Regions from separate parts of the Sus scrofa genome. Here region 2 is linked to region 1. Evidence: chromatin contacts called from public HiChIP or PLAC-seq data. All regions are on one chromosome and are shown on one strand. The core of a region is the stretch at or near the end of the contact, and the rest is flanking DNA. Distances in the headings are between cores, read along the strand shown. Region 1 overlaps DAPK1 (death-associated protein kinase 1). Region 2 overlaps DAPK1 (death-associated protein kinase 1).

Region 1 (5,534 bases), core at 1,341-3,840:
TAAAGTCCAAAAAAAAACAGATACCATAACAGAGCTTGACACAAAATAGTAAGGTGACTATGCAGGCAGGTGAGACCTTGAGACGCAAGCAGGTTACCCTGAAATAAGTGAGATACCATGGAAAGATGCTTCCTGTGTCAATGCTGACAGCCCTACCTCCTCCCTAGAGCCCATCCACCCATCACAGCATCTGTACATTTCTTGGCACCTGCTGGGGAACTGCTATGTGGAGAACTGTCACGGTTATTTTTAGCTAGCTTTATTCCCCTCACATGAAGACAAAGCAGAAAGAGAAAAATCAAATTAAGACTAATATTTTGATGCTAAAGAATGGATACTTTTAAAACGTTACTCATTTACTTGAGCAGCAGGGGTGGGTGAAGAAAAAGCACGGCGAAGGATTATTTTTCTAGCAGCATCAATTTTTTTTTGCATGGCAGGTTATAAATACCTTCTTCCCTCTTTCCACCCCCGTAGCGGGCTAATGGAGATGCTGAAGAATAAATCACATTGGAACACTAGCACCTATTGCCCATAAACTCACAACCCTAAAGAGTCGTGGGATCTGTTAGGACTTGATTACAACCACTTTCCAATTTCTCTGGAGAGTGAAGAACTGGGCTTTCTCTCTGAGGTTGGGGGGGGTGGGGGGCGGCAGGGATGCAGCTCATGGAAGAAGGCGGAAAAACAGCCTGAATACAAAACAAAGTTAGTACTGCTTTACAAAGGCCAGTGAAGTGGTGCTTGGGTTCCCCTTCTCTTCTTGCCCCTTGGGCACGTGCTCTTGAGGGGCCTCAAGACAAAAAGCCTGCATGCCAGCCCTGCCAGGACCTCCAACCCATAGCAGCCTGTGCTTCCAGGAGCTGGGACCCCTGGGCGTGAGTCCTGCAGTCCCAGCCACTTGACCAGGGGGCTATAAAGGCAGACTCAAGGCAAACTCAGTGGTTTGAATGGCATTGCTTTAAAAAACAAAACCAAAGAGAAAAAAAAAAAAAAAATTTAACAGGTAGGCCACAAAGAATTTAAACGCAAGTCTGACCTCACTGCCAAATGTTCCATGTAGATCTTTGACACTTTTATTTTTAATTTTTTCCTCTTTTCTGGCCCCCTTGTAGCATAGAGAAGTTCCTGGGACAGGGATCAAATCTGAACCTGAGCTGGACCTACACCACAGCTGCAGCAATGCTGGATCCTTTAACTTCCTGTACCTGGCTGGGGATGGAAGGGGCACCTCCACAGAGACAATGGGATCATTAACCCCCTGGGCCACAGCAGGAACTCCCTTTTGATACTTTTTTTTTCTTTTTAGGGCTGCACCCACAGCATAGGGAAGTTCCAGGCTAGGAGTCCAATTGCAGCTGTCAGCCTACGCCACAGCCACAGCAACAGAGGATCCCAGCTGTGTCTGCAACCTACACCACAGCTCATGGCAATGCTGGATCCTTAACCCACTGAGCGAGGCCAGGGATCGAACCTGCGTCCTCATGGATGCTAGTCAGATTCATTTCTGCTTAGCCACATGGGGAACTTCTATCCTCAACTCTTCAACAATCTGCCTCCCTACCCCTTCCCCAACCAGTGCTCTCTCCTGCACCCTGAGTCACAGGGCAGCCCATCCCTATATGGCACTTGCTGTTTTCTGGCCCATTTCCTCTTCTCCCAAGACCATAATTCCTTCAGGACCGAGAGCTGGCAGGTGCACCTTCTGTCTCCTGACGCCCTAGGTGCAAAGCCCCTCCAGGAGCCCAGGTACAACGCTGGTGTCCTGCTCTTGAATTCTGAATCTATAATCCTAAAAACTGCCTCACTGTAATTCCACAGAACCGCACAGCAGCCAGGGGTGCAGAATGCCTGTGTTTGAGTCTTGGTTCCAGCCTAGTAGTACCTAGGGAACTTTGGGCTTACTTACCCCTTAACGACTCTGCCTCAGCTTCCTTATCTGTAAAGTGGGTAGAATATAGTGCCTGCCTGGGAGGGCTGTTGGGATGGAGGGGGAAGGATGAAGAACAGTACCTGGCAATAGCAAAGCTTCAATAACTGTGAGCTATGATCTTCCACAATGGGAGTCATTGTCTTTAGCTCACGATTGCTTAAATCTCAAAGCACTGCAGTATCACCCCAAAATGTCACCTCTCATGATGGCTTGGGGAAAAGAGCCCTAAAAGAAAAAGGAAAACTGGAGTTCCCACTGTGCTTAGCAGATGAAGGACCCGACTAGGATCCATGAGGATGCGAGTTCGATCCCTGCCCTCAGTGGGTTAAGGATCTGGTGTTGCCATGAGCTTCGGTGTAGGTTGCAGATGTGGCTTGGATCTGGCGTTGCTGTGGCTGTGGTATGGGGGGCAGCTGTAGTTCTGATTGGACCCCTAGCCTGGGAATTTCCATGTGTCATGGGTGAGACCCTAAAAAGCCAAAAAAAAAAAAAAAGAAAGAAAGAAAGACAAAGAAAACACACACACACAGAGCAGGGCTATACTCTGTTAAAATGTGTAAAACTATTTCTAAATCTGGCGGCTGGCTCTTCCCCTTCCTCTCTCTGCCCCACCCAGAGGGAAAGCAGCTGCTCCCAGCGCTGGGGGGGGCAGGGAAGGAGTCCCAGTTGAGCCAGAGGGTGTGTGGGAGGCACACACAGGGACCATGGGGAAGGGGCTCCATGTGACTCGGTGATGGGTATTTCCCTAGCGTCACCTCCTCCGGTGCCCAGCAGGCGGAGGACAGACTCATGGAGAAGAATTTCTTCTCTAAAACAGTGATCTGCTTTGTGAAGCCTAATTCCACTTGGACTGTTGGATAATTGCTGTTCCTAGACAGCTGGTGCCCCCTCCCTCACGCCCCCACTCTCCACCCTGAATTTGGCCACTTTGGGGGAAAATGCCTCTTCTCCAATCTTCCCCCCGGCTGAAAAAAATAATTTGCATGGGCTTTTTTTTCTTTTTTTTTTGGCAAGGGCTTATAAATTGTGGGCTCCCAGAGTAACAGCCTGATCCAGCTTCCAGGATACGCTCTGGGCAGGAGGCAAGTAAATGCACACAGAGAAGCAAGGCCAGCCCTGCCCCCCTCTTGGGAGACTGCCTGTCACTCCAGGTTCCCTCCTGTGATAAACACAGGAGGTTCCTCAGTGGCTGACACCCAGACAATATGGTTCCATGGATGGAGGACGTAACTTCCTTCCTGGAAAACAGAAACTCACCGTATATTAACATTAAACTTGAAACACAATATAAGCCATCCTCACTTTTTGCGGGATCCACATTTGCGAGGTCACCTACTCACTAAAATGCATTTGTAACCTAAAACTCAACACTCACAGTGCTTTTTGTGCTCATTTATGGATTTGAGTAGCCAGATGTCCGTGTTCCCAGCTGAGGTTGGTCAAGGCCTTCTTATTTCAGCTCTCATACTGTAAACAGGGTCCCTTTTATTTATTTGTTTATTTTTGGGGGGGTCTTTTTGCCGTTTCCTGGGCCACTTCCCGCGGCACATGGAGGTTCCCAGGCTAGGGATCAAATCGGAGCTGCAGCCACCGGCCTACACCAGAGCCACAGCAACTCAGGATCCAAGCTGCGTATGCAACCTACACCACAGCTCACAGCAACGCCGGATCGTTAACCCACTGAGCAAGGCCAGGGATTGAACCCGCAACCTCATGGTTCCTAGTTGGATTCGTTAACTACTGCGCCACGACGGGGACTCCAACAGTGTCCCTTTTATGATTTGTGCGCCCCTGTGAGTTTTGCATTTTGTGTTTTTTTGTTGGGGATTTCGCTATTTAAAAATGGCCCCCGAGGAGTTCCCGTTGTGGCTTAGCGGGTTGAGGACCTGATGTTGTCTCTGTGAGGATGCGGGTTCGATCCCAGTGGGTTAAGGATCTGGCACTGCTGCAAGCTGCAGTGTGGGTTGCAGACAGAGGCAGCTGGGATCCTGTGTTGCTGTGGCTGTGGCTGTGGCTGTGGCCCCGGCCCGCAGCTGCAGCTCCACTTCGACCCCTACCCCAGGAACATGCACGTGCTTCAGGTGCGGCTGTTAAAAAAAAAAAAAAAGGTCCCCAAGGGTGGGGCTGAAGTATTGTCCAGTGTTCTTTAAGCTCAGAGGCCATGGTGTGCCTTACAGAGAAAATTTTTGTGTGATGAAAAGCCACGTTTGGCAGGGGTTACCGTGCTGTTGGCCATTGCGTTCAGTGTTAGCGAAAAAGCAATATATACTAAGCAAGGCGTCTTTGAACAGAAACACACATCAAACAAAGTTATGCATTGATCTGTTGGTGAAAATGCTGTAACCAGAGGCTCACAGGAACCCAACCCTGTACTTTTCTCCAGGACCAATGGTTCAGTGTTTGTGGTGGCTTCACAGAATGTAGCTACCACAAATAATGAGAATTGACTGCATGTCGTTTTTTTTTTTTTAAATACCACTAACATTCTCTGTCATTTAATGAGAGTTTGCTGCAGTAGGTACAGATAACCACACTCATTTTAAAATGAAAACTTTCAACTCACTATAAAAAAGTTATTAACCTCTAAGACAATGAGACCCATCCCTGCTTGAAAGAGTTATCTATTAAAAAAAATGTGTTTCAAACATAATCACAAATTTTATTAAAAATGATTTTTTGGGGGGGCTGCATCCATGACATGTGGAAGTGCCTGGACTAGGGACTGACTGGGTGACATAGCAGCAAACAGAGCTACAGCAGTGACAAAGTCAGATCCTTAACCCACTGAGCCACCAGGGAACTTCCCAAAGAGAACTTCTGCTAAAAGGCACAAAGCTTCATACAGAACAACTTGCTGGCTCATTTCTTTGTCTAGTTTACATATCTAATTTAAGCAGTACCCTTGGAGTCACTCAGTGAACTGTATCCAGGATGCTATGCAAGGCGCTTTACACATATCACTTTTTTTTTGTCTTTTCTTGGGCCGCACCCACAGCACACAGCGGGTCCCAGGCTAGGGGTCTAATCACTGCTGTAGCCACCGGCCTACACCAGAGCCACAGCAATTCGGGATCCGAGCCGTGTCTGCAACCTACACCACAGCTCACGACAACGCCGGATCCTGAACCTGCTGAGCAAGGCCAGGGACCGAACCCGCAACCTTATGGTTCCTAGTCGGATTCGTTAACCACTGCGCCACGAAGGGAACTCCACATATTACCTTATTAATAATCACAACTAGGAGATTCACAGGATCACTGTCTCTTCTATTAATGAGAAAACCAAGCTGCAGAGAGATTTTTGACAATTGCTGTAAATCATCCAACATGTACTCTGCATAATTGAGAAATGAATCCAAACACAAGAGTATGTTCTTCCCATGCTCTATTCACTGAGCACAGCTGCCCTGCTGGGCTTGTATCCATTTCATCTGAGATACAAGCTACCCCTAGGAATCCACAGACAAGACTAGAGCATCTGCAGGAAGCTTTGAGACAGAAAGGCAAAAAGAGGAGACTTGTGGCTAAATGTCTGGGCAATGCAGCCTCCTCCTCCCCAGTGAAAACTCAGACAATGTTTTGGTGTTTTGTTTTGTTTTGTC
Region 2 (5,534 bases), core at 1,839-4,338, 68 kb after region 1:
TTGTACTTTTTTTTTTTTAAATCTTTTTAGGGCCACACTGGCGGCAAATGGAGGTTCCCAGGCTAGGGGTCGAATCGGAGCTGCAACCAGCCTATGCCACAACCATAGCCATAGAAATGCCAGATCGGACCCAGTTTGTGACCTACCCCACAGCTCACAGCAGCACCAGATCCTTAACCCACTGAGCAAGGCAAGGGATCAAACCTGCATCCTCATGGATGCTAGTCAGATTTGTTTTCGCTGAGCCATGACGGAAATTCCACTTTGTTGTACTTCTGAAACTAACACAATATTGTAAATAAATTATACTTGAACAACAAAAAAAATTTTTTCTTGGCCGGGCCTGCAGCATGCGGAAGAGGGCCAGGGATCAAATCTCAGCCACAGCAGCAACCCCAAGCCTTGGCAGTGGGCTGGTCCCCCCACCCCCACCCCCCATCCCCCGCAAACTCCAAAAATGATTTTAAATGAAAAGGATTTCTTGCGGCACAGTTGGTTAAGGATCCAGCTATGGGTCACTTCTGTGGCGCAGGTCCCATCCCTGGCCAGGAACTTCCATAGGCCAGGGGCAAGGCCCTAAATAAATAAATAAATAAATAAATAAATAAATAAACAAATAAATAAAATAATACAGTCACTACATACATCCCCAAAATACTTATTTTCAGAAAAGTGTGGACTGTGTTTGGGAAGAAATGACAATTTCCTAAAATGTGTGTACATATGTGTATAAATGTATTCCTATACACATCTGTACAGAGGCTCAAGTATCATATATATATATATATATATATATATATACACATATGCACACACATATTTATTGCAAGCAAGCGAAGTCTTTATTATAGGAAAACAAATAGCTCCCAGGGAGCTCCCGTCGTGGCGCAGTGGTTAACAAATCCGACTAGGAACCATGAGGTTGCAGGTTCGATCCCTGGCCTTGCTCAGTGGGTTAAGGATCCGGTGTTGCCATGAGCTGTGGTGTGGGCGGCAGACTTGGCTTGGATCCCGCGTTGCTGTGGCTCTGGTGTAGGCCGGTGGCTACAGCTCCGATTCGACCCCTAGCCTGGGAACCTCAAGAAAAGGCAAAAAGACTAAAAAATAAATAAATAAATAAATAAATAAAAATAAAAATAGCTCCCAGGACAGGCTGAGGGAGGAAAGAATGGTCCCCCTCTCTATTATCCTATAGGGGTTTTTATCCCTTAAAGATGGGGGTTACCAATGTGGGGTCCAGAAAGATGTGGTTTTCTCCTATTGGCCTTGCCCAGTTACCTATATCAGTCCTTGTCCTATAAGGGTCTTAGGGGTGGAAATGTCCCATAAGTCTCATGGTTTCTTGCCCTTCTCTTCCGGTAGCCTGAGTCACAGGGGGTTAGAGATTCCTGTCCCCATCTGGGCATAGGTACACTCCCTGTGGTCAACAAGGCCTGTGGGGATGTGACTCCCTGGAGCCCATAAGCCACAAATATTAATCAATAGCCATAGCAAAGACTGCATCGAAGCCCATGCGCCCACACTGACTGCCTGAGTTATGATTCTGCCGAAAGCTCACAGGTTTATCTTCATTGTCAACAAGCACTTATTAACTTAAAATCACGACAGATGTTTTATTGAAACAGTGCAACTATGGGCAAATTTCCTCCAGTTAAGATAAGAGATTTACATATTTAATCATGTCTATTCCTCTTCTGAAACACTATCTGAAATATTTTTCTGGATAGAACCCCTGCCTCCTGGGAGATTACGTATGCACAACTTCTATTTTATTATCTCAACCCAAGTTTGTTTAAAATATGACAGATCACTAATTAATGCCACAATCTTCTAAGTCCTCAATCCTTAAACCTACAGCACAATGTTATAATAAACAAAATCCAAACGCACAAGACAATACTGCATTCAATCGGGATATTTTAAAAGTGACGCTTTTACCTATTTCCCAAGTTTGTATCACTTCATTCAACTCATAATCTGTACTACCAAATAATGCAAGGCTTAATAAAGCAGCTACAGAAAAACCCCAGATAAGGACAAATGATAAATTTTGCAGAAAGCTCCAGGAAATGAAAAGATAATCCTTCAGAACCATTTAGGTTGATTATGTTTCTATTAATGATGTCAGAATCCACTTATCTACGTCCAGAAAACATTTGTTAACAACAGTATATTTTAAATAAATTGGATTCAAAATGATTAATGCCTATACTTAATTGGTGAGCAATGGAAACTGTCTATACAAACAGCAATTTTCAAGAGATGAGCATTGAAAAAAATTCAGCTCTATGCCCGTTAAAGGAGGTGACCATAATTTTTTTTTTTTTTTTTAATAAAGGCTTCCTGGAACCATGATGTGGCAGGTTCGATCCCTGGCCCTGCCTCGCTCAGTGGGTTAAGGATCTGGTGTTGCCATGAGCCGTGGTGTAGGTCATAGACATGGCTCAGATCTGGCGTTGCTGTGGCTGTGGGGTAGGCCGGCAGCAGTAGCTCAGATTAGACCCCTAGTCTGGGAACCTCCATATGCTGCAGGTGGGGCCCTAAAAAGACAAAAATAAAATAAAGTAATAAAATAATAATATAATAAAATAAAATAATAGAATAAAATAAAAACGCTTCCTGTTTCCCTCTCCTCCACCTTCAGGGCTAATGTGCATTCCTCCTCAGATCATATATTTTGGACAAGTAGAACTACCACAGCCAAGGATTACCTCTTCTGCACATAAATGGGAAGCCTTAAGCAGTACTTTTAAAAACTTTTATGAAAAAAAAAAGGAAAAAGAAACCCTCCTTTATGTAACATTCTCTAATTTGTTCTATATAATACCTGCCATATTTTAAATACTTATTAAAATACTTTTAAAATACATACACGCTTCAGAGTTAAAAGCAATAAACACACCTATTTCCTGATTTGTCACCTGTCAAGTCCTAGGAAGATATTTAATTATAAAATGACATGCTAACGATAAGCCAGGTTATCTGAGCATCTATTGAAGATCACGATGACATGTCACATCCTCGTCCTCGGTCAATGAACTCTGTGGTGATGAAGATGAGGAAGTGTCTGCACGACATCCCATCATTTCAGGGCCTGAGGGCGCCAGCCCAGGGTACTGGCAAGCGTGTTAGTCTCAGACAGACTCAGGTTTCACTTCTCACGGGCCTCCTCCTGTCTTTTGGTGACTTAGCCACAAAGCCAATTTCTTCATCCTTAAAATGGGAATGAATGATCCTTCGAACTGTAACTCAGGTAGGGCCCCTGGGGGGGCTCCTGGTACACAAGCCGTTCTGGGTCCTTCATTTCTTGTTTTTAGGCAATAAGCCTCAGCCTCCACCACCTTCCCTGAGTTCCAAAGAGCAGCTGCTAATCAGGGAAAGAGGAGATGGGAGCCCAGGGGGGAGCCGTCAAGAGACAATAGTGCAGCTGGGGGGCAGGGTCCTGGTTCCTCCTTAAGTCTTAGGGCCTTTCTGCAGAATTTAAACCCAGTACACATGGAAGAAGTACTTGATGAAGCATTCTTCCTTCCAGGAAGAAGAAGGACCACCAGAACCACTCCTGTGGGCCACTAAACACCAACTTTGAACGACACCGCAAGCTTGCCTCAACCCTGATCCTTTTTTGCAACCCGATTTTTCACTCCCCAAACTATGAAACCACCTCCTAATCCCTTCCAAAGGGGACACAGTCTTTAAGGCTTAGGCTGCTGTGGCCCCCGTCGCCTGCCAAAGCAATAAAACTATCTTTTTCTCCTTCACCCAAAACTCCTGTCTCCACGTTTCTGTTTGGCAACGGTGGACAGAGGCCAAGCTGTTTGGTGAGGCTTGAAAAAGTCACTGAATGTCAATCAACCGGCATGGTCGATACATGAACAGCATGATAAAACCTGACTGGAACCTGTGCAGCCTCTGGCAAGTCAATGACATGCACACTGTTTGCAGGTTCCTCCTGGAGAGTTGACCTTAGCAACAGTGGACGGAGCACAAGGTCAAGGGCCATCAGCTGAAATGCACCTGGGCTCAGAGTCTCAGCTCTTCCCCTTTATTCTCTGTGTGGCATGGATAAATCCCTACACCTTCTCAAGCCCCAGGGTTCTCATCTGCAAAACAGGCATCACAGCATCACCCTCTTAGGATGGTTGTGATGATTCAACACATCCATGTGTTTCACTTTCTACAATTAGTCCATGGAAAGCACTGTTAAACACGAACACTGTCGGACAAGTTTTCAGAAAATGTTACCCATTACTTTTACTTTTATTTATTTATTTATTTATTTTGTCTTTTTTTTGCCTTTTCTAGGGCTGCTTCCCGAGGCATATGGAGGCTCCCAGGCTAGGGGTCGAATCGGAGCTGTAGCTGCTGATCTACGCCAGAGCAACAGCAACGTGGGATCCGAGCCGCGTCTGCGAGCTATACCACAGCTCACGGCAATGCCAGATCCTTCACCCACTGAGCAAGGCCAGGGATTGAACCCGCAACCTCATGGTTCCTAGTCGGATTCGTTAACCACTGTGCCATGACGGAAACTCCTACCCATTACTTTTAAGTAATTTTTTTTTTTTTTTTTTGGTCTTTTGTGGGCTGCACTGAGCCATACGGAGGTTCCCAGGCTAGGGGTCGAATCGGAGCTGTAGCCGCCAGTCTTCTACACCAGAGCCACAGCAACTCAGGATCCAAGCCATGTCTTCAACCTACACCCCAGCTCATGGCAATGCCAGATCCTTAACCCACTGGTCGAGGCCAGGGATCAAACCCACATTCTCATGAATACTACTCGGGTTCGCTAACCACGGAGCCACGATAAGAACTCCTCGCCGTCATTCTTTAAGTACTAGAAGAAGAAGTATTAATACTTGAGTTAGTCATAAACTGCATAGAAACACATAAGCATTTAACAGAAATGGCTAATAGAAATAAAAGCAGCGACCAATGTCCAATCTTTAGTAAAAGAACGCTCTATTGGAATGTCTTGATTTTGTCTATTCCTAACTACTTCTGATAATTTATACATGAGAAATATTATTATTTCTTTTTGAAGATCTGGAGCACTTTAATTAAAAAGTGGTGAAGTATGAGAATACTCCTGGAAAGTCTCTCAAATTACTTTTCCTTTCTGTGTGAGGATTGATAGGGAAAACTGAAACAGATTTCTGTGATATGTCACAATCCCAATGAAACTGGGTAAAGAGCAAACAGTTCAGCAAGAGGGGCTTTCATTAATTCAACAATTATGTCTATCTCAAGTACATGTCGACAGGTAAAGCATAAATATATATGGACTACCCAGTCCATATATATTTGAATAGGAATTAAAAAAATGATTAACGCACAGGTTTCATTAAGAGGGTCACAGCTGAGGAAAGAGACAGCTAAGTGAGCAACTACACTGTCTTGTCCTACCATGTGCATAATAATAGAATTAGTTACTGTGGTCACACAGATATTCCTGTTATCAACTACAATTATTTGTCTTATTAAATTGACTTAGTAGCAGCCAGGCGAAGATTCTACTTAGCTTTCACCAGCACATA

Evidence for each region. HiChIP or PLAC-seq counts read pairs in DNA pulled down with a chosen protein or histone mark.
Region 2: a contact with region 1 is called in an H3K27ac HiChIP or PLAC-seq map of alveolar macrophages. The contact joins two enhancer-like sites. A contact is called at or near these places in 2 of 47 Hi-C or Micro-C datasets (fetal heart ventricle and heart right ventricle) and 1 of 2 datasets of contacts at active chromatin or transcription factors (alveolar macrophages).

What each region holds. Positions count from the first base shown.
Region 1 is chr10:27,834,386-27,839,919 of Sscrofa11.1, forward strand. The region is part of intron 2 of DAPK1 (death-associated protein kinase 1); the gene reads right to left. Among named protein-coding and RNA genes, the nearest start is that of DAPK1, 120 kb to the right of the region's middle. Within about 2 kb of position 2,591, at least 19 of the 83 cell types and tissues checked have an H3K27ac peak or open chromatin away from gene starts, as enhancers often do. A contact at or near this core is called in alveolar macrophages, where this site is marked.
Region 2 is chr10:27,901,988-27,907,521 of Sscrofa11.1, forward strand. The region is part of intron 2 of DAPK1 (death-associated protein kinase 1); the gene reads right to left. Among named protein-coding and RNA genes, the nearest start is that of DAPK1, 50 kb to the right of the region's middle. Within about 2 kb of position 3,089, at least 2 of the 83 cell types and tissues checked have an H3K27ac peak or open chromatin away from gene starts, as enhancers often do. A contact at or near this core is called in alveolar macrophages, where this site is marked.